Regions from separate parts of the Sus scrofa genome. Here region 1 is linked to region 2. The links are chromatin contacts, called in public Hi-C maps. All regions are on one chromosome and are shown on one strand. The core of a region is the stretch at or near the end of the contact, and the rest is flanking DNA. Distances in the headings are between cores, read along the strand shown. Region 1 has its middle 140 kb from the start of FGF1. Region 2 overlaps RNF14 (E3 ubiquitin-protein ligase RNF14).

Region 1 (5,723 bases), core at 2,506-5,005, 510 kb before region 2:
GTGCTCCTGCGCATGCATGCACGCACACACACACATTTGCAGAGGGGCAGTTTCAAATAATTCAGTTCCACCAAATCCAAGCTCCCTCTCAGGACTTCAGACGCACACAGGCCATGAAATTAATTTCTCAACATGAAGGAGAAAGAATAAAGTAAACTAAAAATGATGAGGAGCAGTTCCCACTGTGGTGCAATGGGATCATCAATGTGTCTGCAGCGCCAGGATGCAGGTTCAATCCCAGGCCCGGCACAGTGGGTTAAAGGATCTGGCATTGCCACAGCAGTGGTGCAGGACTCAACTGCAGCTGGGATCTGATCCCTGGCCCAAGAACTCCACATGGTGTGGGGTGGCCAAAAAAAAAAAAAAAAAGAAAAGAAAAGAAAAGAAAAGAAACAAGAAAAGAAAGGAAAAAAAATAGTAAGGAAGGAGTCAGGCTTTCTGAAATTACTGAGCTTCCAGAAATATGAATACAATCAAGTCCGTTGAAGAGAAAACCTTTCCTTTGTCTTCCTACGTAAGAGTCTTGCCCCCATAGTGTTATAAACACACACACAAACTAGCCAGCCGCAAGGAGGAAGGAAAAACCCTATAGATTTTGCCATTCTCCCATTTTGTTTATTCTACCCCAGAAAGAGGGGCATGAAGTCACATAAACTCCAGGACTCTAGGGGCTAAAGCTTTTTTAAAAGGTGCACTTTATGTTAAATCAACAAACTTTCTGAAGCCCCACCATTTGCTGGAGAAGAATGTAAATCTGGACCTAATGGACCTCAGATGTCCTTCGGGGTTGTCTGAACTTGACCATGAATGGAGAAGTACTAAGCTTGAGAGGGTATTAGCATGCCCAGCTGTGGATCTGCTCAACTAGAGATTTTCTCTTTCCTTTCAAGATGAATTCTGTCCTTGGACACTGAAAATGTGAAGGGGTGGCTGTAGGGCTATCCAGTGGAGTCAAGGGGAAGGGTTCAGGATGAGGGCTGACAGAGCTTCTGATGCTGCCCAGCAGTCAACCGAAATGAGAAGTTAGGCTTTCCAGTCACCAAGCTCACCCCCAACACACCCACGCTTTCCCCGGGACACTCCCTCTGCCCTCCATCAATATACAGGACTCGTCGGCAAGTGGAGTCTTCCAGAAGGAACCACCAGGGCTCTCATTCAGTAAAGAGGGAGATTAAGACATGGGCTCTATTTCCTGCTCCCCTCCAAAGGCACCCTTCATAAACCCACAAGGAGAAGGATGAAGTTCTTCTCCTTTGATGGGTGCCCTCGCCTTGTCTGGAGGCTCAGAAGACTCGGACAAAACAAGTACGGACTGGCCAAGAGAGCATGGATTTTTTTACTTTTACTCAACTGTCCAGGACTCACTTCTTAAGACTGTTGGTCATGAAAAGCAAGGGAAGCCTGAGCAACTCTCAGACCAGCGGGACCTGAGGACAGGATGCCAGAAGGCAGTGTGGATTAGAGTCTGGGGTCAATTTAAGCTGGTTAATAGTGATGTACACGTGTCTTAGTTTCTGAGTTTTGACAAGTGTACCCTGGCACTGTAAGATGTTAAAAGGGAGAAAGTGGGTGAGGCACATGTGAAAACTCTCTGAGCCTCTTGCAACTTTTCTTTAAACCTAAAATTATACCAAAAAGGGGGAATCAGAGAAAGCTAAATCCATGATGTTGGCACAGTGTGGACATCTCAGAGCCACAGCAACAGGAGACACCTTGCAAGTGTTTATGACATGCTGGCCACTGAGCCATGCCCTTGACGGATGGTACACACAGAACGCTCTCACCGACTCCATGACATGAACCCTAATTTCCATACCATCTGGGATGAGGGAACTGAAGCTGAAAGAGGTGAGCTAACCAAGGTCACACAACTGGTAGGTGGCAGAGGCAGAACTCAGACCCGGACAGACTAACTCCCAGGACTGTTTCTCACCTGCCATGCCACAGCATCCACCATTCCACCACTTCTTTCCTGCCCAAGCTGGGGGAAGCACTTCCTGGAAGAGTAACTCAAAGAGGCAAGTTAGCAGCTAATAAAGGAATTACAGTGCAGGCTCTCATTTAGAAAACAGGGAGATTCAGAGATTTAGGCTCTGTTTCCTGCCACCTTCCAAGTTACTACAATTTGAATTCATGTTTTCAATAATAACTGGACAAGGTAAAGCTGTAAATAAGGATATACAACAGAGATCAAAACTCCCCCTGGACACCCAACCTCTAGTGCTAATGGTCAGAGCTAGAAGGGGTATGTGTGTTTAAGATCCATAAAAACCACAGTTAAGATATAGCGAGAATGTAGATTTGTTCACCAAATCCCTGAATATGAGAACTCTAATAGTCCTTAGGACATTATAGAGCAATTTTATGAATAAACGAAAGTCATATTTAGCACAAAGGGAACTCCTCAAACTCTGCCGAGTCAGCATAAAAGGTGAACGCTCTCAGGATGATTTTAGATGAATTCTTGGCTGATGAGCCCGAGCAGGGGGTTGAGAGAAGCAGCATCCCAAAGTTTAGAATTATCATGAGACACGTGAGCCAGGCCTCCCCTGAGAGTCAGTGAAGTTCAGTGGAGAAATAATGATGCTCCATATAAGTTAGGAATCTTTGTAGCTGCAAAGAACAGAGAACCTAATTACGGTGGAACCACTGTCAGGACATTTACTCTTTACTTCACAAGAAATCTGGAAAGGGATGACCTGGGGATTCATTCCACAACTCAACAATTTTGTGAAGGCTGCAGGTTTTTCCATCCTTCTGCTTAACCATACCCAGTGAGAAGGTTGTTTGTGCTTAAATTTTTCAATTCATGATGACAAGACAGCTGCCACGGCTCCAGGCATCACCATCCCAAGCTTTCTCTTCACAAAGGTCTATTGATCTGGGAAGAAAATCCATCTTGGGAGCACTCAGTAGAGTTCTTCTTAAGTCTTAATAGTCTCCTTAAGTCTTAACTAGTTTTGGTCCCTTTTATGGGGTAAATGGAGCCCCCCCAGCACCCCCACACACAACCCTGTCCCCAATTCATATATTGAAGATCTAGCCTGGTATCTCAAAATGAGATTAGATTGGAGACATGGCCTTTCAATAGGTGATTAAGTTGATATAAGGCCAGTAGGGTAGGCCCCGATCCAATCTGACTGATGCTCTGGCCACACTGAGGAAAGACCATGAGAACACACAGCAAAAAGGCAGCCATCTGAGCCAAGAGAGAGGCCTCAGGAGAAGGTGATCCTGCCAACGCTTCCCGTCTCCAGGCTGTGGGAAGTAAATTTCTGTTCTTTAAGCCACCAAGTAAAAACCCAGTGTTTTTTTATGGCAGCCCCAGTGAACTAACACTGCAGAAGAGAGAGTTAGCACAGGAAACGGGCCGGCTCGACTGTCTTAGGCTGGGCACTCTCACCCCATAAGAAACCAGTGTTCACAGCGTGTCGAGGGTTGGGAAGGTAGCGACCCACCAGGGAGAGGAACTGATGCTATTTGCCACAGCTCTTGAGTAGCTGGATTACAGCCTCTGCTACTGAGCAGAGGCTGCGGGTGAGACACAGAGCGTGAGTTCATCAGCTGGGACTAATAATTAGCAGTTATTCTCCTGTGGGTCCCTCCACTCTGAAAGTCTGTGTTGGGGCAGGGGCGGGGGTGGGGGCCTCTCCTCAGAAAGGACTTTGCTTCTGTGACAGATGAAAACACCCAGAGGATCCATTCTGAACATGGAGCTCCCTTCCAGTATTTTCTGTGGTTCTGTTCCAACTTTCACTTACTCAACAGCTTAGTTCCTGAAACAATCAATTAAACAAATTTGAACCTCCATTTCTTACCTTTTCATGGCCCCAGAAACAGGAACGCAAGGCCCCCCTCAATGAGCAGTAAACACACAGATGCAGGCACACGCCACAGGATGAAATACCTATCGTGTCCCTACTGGATTGCAAACTTCCTGAGGACAAATACTGCTTAGAATCATTTCTGTGATCCCACAGGCGACTGCGCCAAGAGGCAATGAGAGCTTCTGGACTGAGTGAACGGAAAACACAGCCTCTGGAAATCCATTTTGGGATTCATTCATTTCACAAGCACATGTCAAATACTAGCAATTAACTTGTGCTTCTTTCTGGAAGATGCGGCTCAGCATCCTCAAAGTTAGTCTTGAAGGATCAAATTATTTTCTTCTCTAAAGAACATCGCATTATTGGGATATTGGGAAAGCCATCATTATGGAATGGTAACTATTCTCATATTAAGTTTTTTTTTGTTTTTTGGGTTTTTTTCCTTTTCCTTTCCTTTTTTTGGCTCTGCCTGCAGCGTGCGGAAGTTCCCTGGCCAACCATCAAACCTCAGCAGTGACTACACCAGATCCTTAACCACTAGGCCACCAGGGAGCTCCCAGAAATTTTATCTTTTAAAGTGCTAAGAAAAGACACATTATGGAGTTCCCATCGTGGCGCAGCGGAAACGAATCTGACTAGAAACCATGAGGTTGCGCGTAAGATCCCTGGCCTCTCTCGGGGGGTTAAGGATCTGGCGTTGCCGTGAGCTGTGGATTAGGTCGCAGATGGGGCTCAGATCTGGTGTTGCTGTGGCTCTGGCGAAGGCCGGAAGCTGTAGCTCTAATTAGACCCCTGGCCTGGGAACCTCCATATGCCACCGGTTTGGCCCTAAAAAGACAAAAGACACCCCCCCAAAAAAAGATGCATTAGTTAATGAAGAGTGTGAAACAAGTGGTCATGCAAGTGAGAAATAAGGTTGTCCTCTATCATAGCATTTATTCTTCCCCCCAAATTTTAGCTGAATTAAAGATTTTGCATGTAACAAATAGAAAACAGGAGTGATTTTTTTTTCAATTTCAGCTTATGTTAGAGTTTCTAAGCATGTCCAAAAGGAAAAAAGAGAAAGAATTGATACATTTGCTGTTAAAATGATTTTTCACATATTATCTAGAAAAATATAAACAAAACCAAATGGCAACTGATAAAAAGGGGAACTCTTGATAGTACTTGTGACAGAAAAGGATTATTTTCCTTTATATATAACGAAATCCTCAAATCGTTAAGATGCAGATAAATAACACAACAGGAAAATGGTCAAATTTACATGTGCAGGAAGTTCACAAAAATAGTCATTTTGGGGGAGTAAGGTTTGAAGCCCACTCTGAAGGAAGCACTGATTTAAATAATAAGGTACACTTATTTTAAGGTTGATGATGTTAAAATGACAATGTTAAAATATTTGATTTTATGTATATTTGTGCTGGTATAGACTATCAAGCATTCTCAAACATTTAATTCTGAACTTGACCTAAAGCTGGTATGACCTTTCTGAAAAACAATTAGACAACATCTGTCAAAATTTGCACTTCTCAGACCCTTCAATTCAAAAAATACACTTCTAAATGGAAGCTGCTCTAAAAATACAAGATCTGGGTACAGATTTAGAACACATTATAGCTTTGTTTGTAATAAAGCAAAACCAGCCTAAATATTCATTAACAGGAAGCTAGTGAAGTACATTAGCGCATTGGTACAACGGAACCCTACGTAGCAATTTTTTATGAGTAAATCCAAATTTACTGAAATGGCAAACATCCAAAACACGCTGTTTTGTGAAAAACAGCAAGCTGTAGAACAAGATGTCCAGTTTGTCCCATTTGCGTTAAAAATGTGTGCACATACACACACCCATCTGTAGGCTTGTGTGTGCCTAGAACAGTGCTGGAAGGACATACA
Region 2 (5,994 bases), core at 1,250-3,749:
CTAGGACAGTAGCTGACACAAAACCATCTGTTGAACAGACACTTCCAAACTCAAGGACTGAAGCGATAAGGCTGTTTGCACTGGGAGACTGAGTGCCCGCAGTCACGGCTCACCTGCAGTCACCTTACACGGAGAGACCCCATGGTAGGTCAATCTGCAGAGTGTACAGAAGGCGAAATTACAGCTGGAGCAGATGCCCATTGTGCAGCCAGGCTCCTGCATCACAGGCAGCTGGCAGCACGGGCGGGGGCAGTACACCACGTCTGCCATCAGGTCCAGGGTGGACTGGAGGAGAAGGCGGTCGTAGCGGGCGAATAACTCGGCGTCCACTAGCTCTTTGACCTGGAGGAAAACACTCAACGTCACAGGTCTGATGATGTCCCAACCAGCTCTGACCCTGAAGAGATCCTTAGGACGCTGGTATAAGCCAGATGCACGTAAATTAAAACCCTCTATCTCACCTCAAAATCAAGCCAAGGATGGGAAGTCCGTATCCTGACTGAGATGGGGGTTACATGCGTCTACACATCTGTCAAAACTAAGCAAACTGTACACTTTAAATGGGTATATTTACACCTTAATAAAGCTGAAATATATATATATATATATATATATATATACACACATATATTTTTTTTCTTTTCTTTTTTTTTTTGGCGGTACCGGTGGCATATGGAAGGTCCTGGGCCAGAGATTGAATCCAAGCTACAGGTTCAACCTACTCCACAGCTGTGGCAACACCAGCTCCTTAACTCACTGCACTGAGCCAGGGCCTGAACCCTTGCTCCCAGAGAGACACCGCTGGATCTTTACCCCACTGGGCCACAGCGGGAACTCTCAAGCAGGCTGTCGTTGCGTTTAAGTCTGCAAACATTTGGCTGTCCGTGCCCTCGGATCCAAACTCACACAAAACAAGGTAGTAGTGCCCCTACCTGGCAGATGGACAAAACAAATCACCAAAATGCCTTTGCTTTCTTAATGCTCGTCCCTGCCAGGGGCCTCCCATTCCGAAGCCAGCAGAGGCAGCGTCTACAGCTGTAGCTGTAGTGTAAGCTGGGAAGGAAGATGCAGCACGCCTGAGGAACACACGGGAAAAACAGCACGGGCTGGCCCCAGGCCCTACCAAGGACGGCGCTGAGAGGATGTCTCCCTTGGTGACAGAGACTGAGGGGGCAGCTGGCAGCACAGAGGAGAGTTACCTGACCAGGAGTGGCCACTGAAGGGCACTTGGGTTCTGGGCAGTTGAGGCACTGAACTTGGCCATCTCTGATCTGGATCTCAAAGTAGTCCTTGAGACAGGCTTTGCAGTACACATGCCTGCACTCCAAGAAGTACATGCATTCGCTCCCCAGCTTCTCACAGAAACAGATATTGCACAGGAACAATTTACTGTTAAAGCATTTTATCTGCTGAGCTTGATCAAAGTCCAAGATCTCCTGGATCAGACTGGACAAGGACTCCACATCCTGCACGGCTCTCTCGTCCACAGCTTCCTCTTGGTCTAGGTCAAAGGCAGCAGCTCCTCCGAAATCTAGCTCGGGGCTGGAAGAGGCCTGAGTCGCCCTTCTCTGCACTTTTTTCTGAGAACCCAGCCTGAGCTCGAAGGGAGAGACGATATCCAGGTAGGCCAAGGTCTCTTCCTTGAGAAACTGCATCCAGGCAAACAGGACCACGCTGCCGCGGTGCTCCTCCCACAGGTTGTCTAAGTGCTTGCAGAGAGCAGACAGCTAGGAGAGGACACGAGAACGCTGGTGAGCTTGGAAAGATGGTGGTGACGATGTGAACTCCTGACCTCCCCTGAAACCGTTTGAGGTTGGGCCTTTCCCCTTCCTAACACGACGTTTTTACTGCTGTGATAAAACTGTGCTGCAAAACCGCACCAGCGCTCTCAATGGAGCGCTTCTTAAAACTAGTTAGCAACACAAATTAGCACAGGAGAACACAAGGCCGGAAGCTAAAAGAAGTACCATGGGGAGTTCCCGTCGTGGGTCAGGGGACGCGGGTTCGATCCCTGGCCTCGCTCAGTGGGTTCAGGATCCGGCGGTGCCGTGAGCTGCGGTGTAGGTTGCAGCTACAGCTCTGATTTGCCCCTTAGCCCGGGAACTTCCATATGCCACAGGTGTGGGCCTAAAAAGCCAAAAATAAGTAAACAAGTAAGTAAATAAAGGACTATGAAAACAAGAGAAATGGCAAGACGCCACCAGATGCAGAATTCAGTTTACATCTGAGCCAATGAACTGGAGGACTTTTTCTGTTCTGTTTTTCTTCGCTTTAAGTATTGCTGTCTATTTCATGTAGGAAAAGGGATCTAGTTCTAAAGTGAACAATTTCTATTCTTCTGGCGTCCTGGCCCTGTAGATACCCTGCAATAATGATCGCAAACATACGGGTTTAAAAATGCCATCCCAGTTTTAAAATTAACTTTTTTAGTCCTGTGACGAAGCCAACTCACGGGAAAGCATCGCTAACAGAATCTAACCTCAGAGTCCTCATTCTTCGGACTGACAAACAGAGTTTCACTGAGCAACCGGGCTTGCCCCAGCCCTGGCTCACAGGCGACGGCAGACCCACAAACCTGGGCCTGATTACAAGCCCTCAACACGATCTGGCTGCGCCAGGGAAAGCTCAGGTTTCCTCAGTAACCAAAGTTGAAATTATTTCAACACTTCCCCCTTAAAACTGGTCTGTTCACTTCGAAAAGCAAATATAAGAAGCTCTTCCATTACGAATGTAAAATATCAGTAAGGAGAGCTCGGGAGTCATAAACAGCTTTTCTTTTCAGGTAAACATCCAAAAAATACGCCTTCCAGATGCAAATAAACGCGTACATTTAAATACCAAGTGAAATAGGTGCCCGTTCTCTCGTCCTCATGCTGTGCCAAGTCGTGCTGGTCACTAAAGCCCACACACGCACAAGCCTAAACCCACACTGACTAGTTCAGGATCGGACAGCGAAGGCTTCTCTACACTTGCATGAATGTGCTTATCCGATCAACCAGAAACTTGCTGGAATCTGTGAACTCTAATAAACACTCAAAGGGAGGCTGTGAGGGCTGCGGGCCACCGAGTCCCATGCAGAAGCCCTTCTCCTGCATCCTCTTTTCCTCTCTGGGCCCTTCTCAAAGGAGGCGTCTGGGATCGACACAAGCCCGAGGAACTAGGCAGGCAGAAAGAGAAGAGCAGGAGAGAGACCGTCGTGCACACATACTGGAAGAGAAATAACGAAAAGCACTAGAAAACGAAACCCACTGCTGTCTGCCAACCGAACCCAGTGAGAGACAGGTCCATGCCTCAACTTCACTATCCACAGGTGAAATTTACAACGCCAAGGACTTTGGGGAGTTCCCTGGTGGCCTGGTGGTTAGGATTCGGTGCTTTCACCAAGGAATCAGAGTCTGGTAACATACAAGAAACTGAACCAAGAAGGAATAGGAGACCCATCAAAATGCCAAATGCACGGACAAAAACTTATTTGATGGAGAATCCTACTGTAATTTTACTTTTATGTATTTATTTGCTTTTTAGGGATGCACCTGTGGCACACAGAAATTCCCCGGCTAGGGGTCTAATCAGAGCTGTAGCCGCCGGCCTACACCAGAGCCACAGCCACCTAAACCACAGCTCACGGCAACACCGGATCCTTGACCCACTGAGCAAGGCCAGGGATTGAACCCGAGTCCTCATGGATACTAGTTGGGTTCGTTACTGCTGAGCCACGATGGGAACTGCCCGTACTGTAATTTTAGACGTGTAACATAAAAGTTCAAGCAACCTTCTCCCTGATCCCAAAGGCCAGCGTTAAGTCGATGCTCTCCGGCTAAAATCTGAAACACTAACCCCACGCGTGGTTCATCTGCCCTTGTCTTGTGCATGCGTGTGTGTGGAGGGCACACATGCACTTGTAAGGACATTATAATAATTCAAATAATTCAGTCAACTAGACTTCAATAAAAAAAGAGAAAAAGAATAATTCAGTCAATGCTCAGGGATCTAAATGGCAGACATCCCCGATATTCTTTTGAGCAAAGAATCCACTGTCCTGAATGGGTTGCCTCTGGCACAGATACGAAAATGCAGGGTAAGATTCCTTTTTACCCTGCAAGGATTATTCTTTTTTTTTTTTTAAAGCTTAATGTGGTTTGTAAAACATAAGTCCAATTTTACAAAAGCACTCTCACCCGGGGATCAGGCTGGTGATGAGCAGGGGTGGGGAACGAAAATTACCTGATCCGAAAGGAAAAACTGACAGGCTGTTCCTTGAGCTCAAGGAACCCTGACCGCTTTCGTCTTAATACATCGGCCTATCAATCTCCATCGAGACGTCTGCAAGGGAAGCGGCTATTGATCCGTTATCTATCCCAGAACACGTTATATTAGCTTCCAGCCCTATTTACATCTCAATTAAGAGGTGAGGTTGTTACCAAGAAAGGATGTATAACCCAGAGGAAATGATCTCAAGCCTTCAGGGGCTCTCTGCAGGGATCGCACACATTTCTAGTCCTGTGCATTTACGCCCAGGGGAGCGCGGTCTACGATTCCGTCCTAAATACGCAGACTTTTAAAAGCAAAAGCGGGAGTTCCCGTCGTGGCGCAGTGGTTAACGAATCTGACTGGGAACCATGAGGTTGCAGGTTCGGTCCCTGCCCTTGCTCAGTGGGTAAAAGATCTGGCGTTGCCGTGAGCTGCGGTGTAGGTCGCAGATGCAGCTCAGATCCCGCATGGCTGTGGCTCTGGCGTAGGCCAGTGGCTATAGCTGCGATTCGACCCCTAGCCTGGGAACCTCCATATGCCACGGGAGCGGCCCAAGAAAAGGCAAAAAAAGACAAAAAATAAATAAATAAAAGCAAAAGCACTTTTCTGTGTTCTCAGGCAATTCATTATAACTACATTAGCTCAACTTTATTTCTCCTAATTACAACTAAAACTTTCATTTAAGGAATGGATAAAAAAGCAACACCAACGCTTAAGGGAAAAGAGGAGCATCTCTAGTCTCCAGTACAATGCAGATTAAATGGGAAAATAGCAAGGCAAGCAAAGAAACAATACACCTGATTAAAATTACTTGTACTACAATTCTTAAGGATAAATCATTCTAACTAGTGCCATTCCTTTTGAAACACCAAACATTTTCAAGGCATTCACATTAGGATTCATGAAGGCAAGAGGAAAAAAAAAAAAATTACAAAAGCAAACCCATTTGTTCTTCATGCACTGAATTCAAGATCACCAAGGTAGCCGTCGCTTAAAGAGGACTTTTTAGGTTTCTAAAAACGGATAGGAGAAATTAGGTTCGGGTCTAACCTGAGTTGGTGACAGCCATTTGCCACTAAGTGTGAATGAAGGTGGGGAGGAGGATGGATAATCTGGTGGCAGCTCAAAGTTCAGCACAAGTGGAGGCAGAAAGCAAATGGTGTGTTCAAAGCCACTATTCTGGAGACACTCATTTGAGTTGCCTGAACCAAAAACAAAGGTTAGAAAGGAGCAGTTGATCAGCACTTGAGTGTCTATGACTGTTGAGCGGCGCTCAGAAACTCTTAACGCTTTAGTTGAGGGAACAAAAACCCTCCCCCAAAGCCCTTTCGGTTTCCTAGTTTTACTTCGTAGCCACCACCTTAAAAAAAAAAAAAAAAAAAAAAAAAACCTTGTAAGCCCTTAAAAAATCTACTACGCATCATGAAATTAAAAATGAAGATACACAGCTTATTCTTGGATACACTTTTGAGCATAACTCCCACCACTAAGGAGCAAGTTATACACAATGTTTCCTGTTGCTGTTGTTTTACAGTAGATGATTAAAGACACAATCTAAAGAAAAGGACGCTTATTCCAATCAAAGAGCCATGACCTACTTAGATCAGCATGTGCCAACTACCCATGAATCATAGGTGGGAGAATCTGTGCCAACACAGTGATGTCAACCTGAGGGCAAGATACAACACACAACGCTCTCGCAGTCCAAGTTTCATCTTAAATGATTACATTTACTCTCTTCAC

The links. Hi-C and Micro-C count contacts between places; a contact is called where the count stands out from the background.
Region 1: a contact with region 2 is called in a Hi-C map of liver, with 6 times the contacts expected there. The contact joins two enhancer-like sites. A contact is called at or near these places in 1 of 5 promoter capture datasets (fetal liver) and 10 of 47 Hi-C or Micro-C datasets (alveolar macrophages, embryonic fibroblasts, fetal heart ventricle and 6 more).

The regions. Positions count from the first base shown.
Region 1 is chr2:144,095,628-144,101,350 of Sscrofa11.1, reverse strand. No RefSeq gene overlaps it. Among named protein-coding and RNA genes, the nearest start is that of FGF1, 140 kb to the left of the region's middle. Within about 2 kb of position 3,755, at least 1 of the 83 cell types and tissues checked has an H3K27ac peak or open chromatin away from gene starts, as enhancers often do. A contact at or near this core is called in liver, where this site is marked.
Region 2 is chr2:143,580,621-143,586,614 of Sscrofa11.1, reverse strand. RNF14 (E3 ubiquitin-protein ligase RNF14) reads right to left here. Exons shown (of 9, transcript XM_003124007.4): 4 at 5,302-5,453; 5 at 1,200-1,727; 6 at 114-342. Among named protein-coding and RNA genes, the nearest start is that of RNF14, 8.7 kb to the right of the region's middle. Within about 2 kb of position 2,499, at least 5 of the 83 cell types and tissues checked have an H3K27ac peak or open chromatin away from gene starts, as enhancers often do. A contact at or near this core is called in liver, where this site is marked.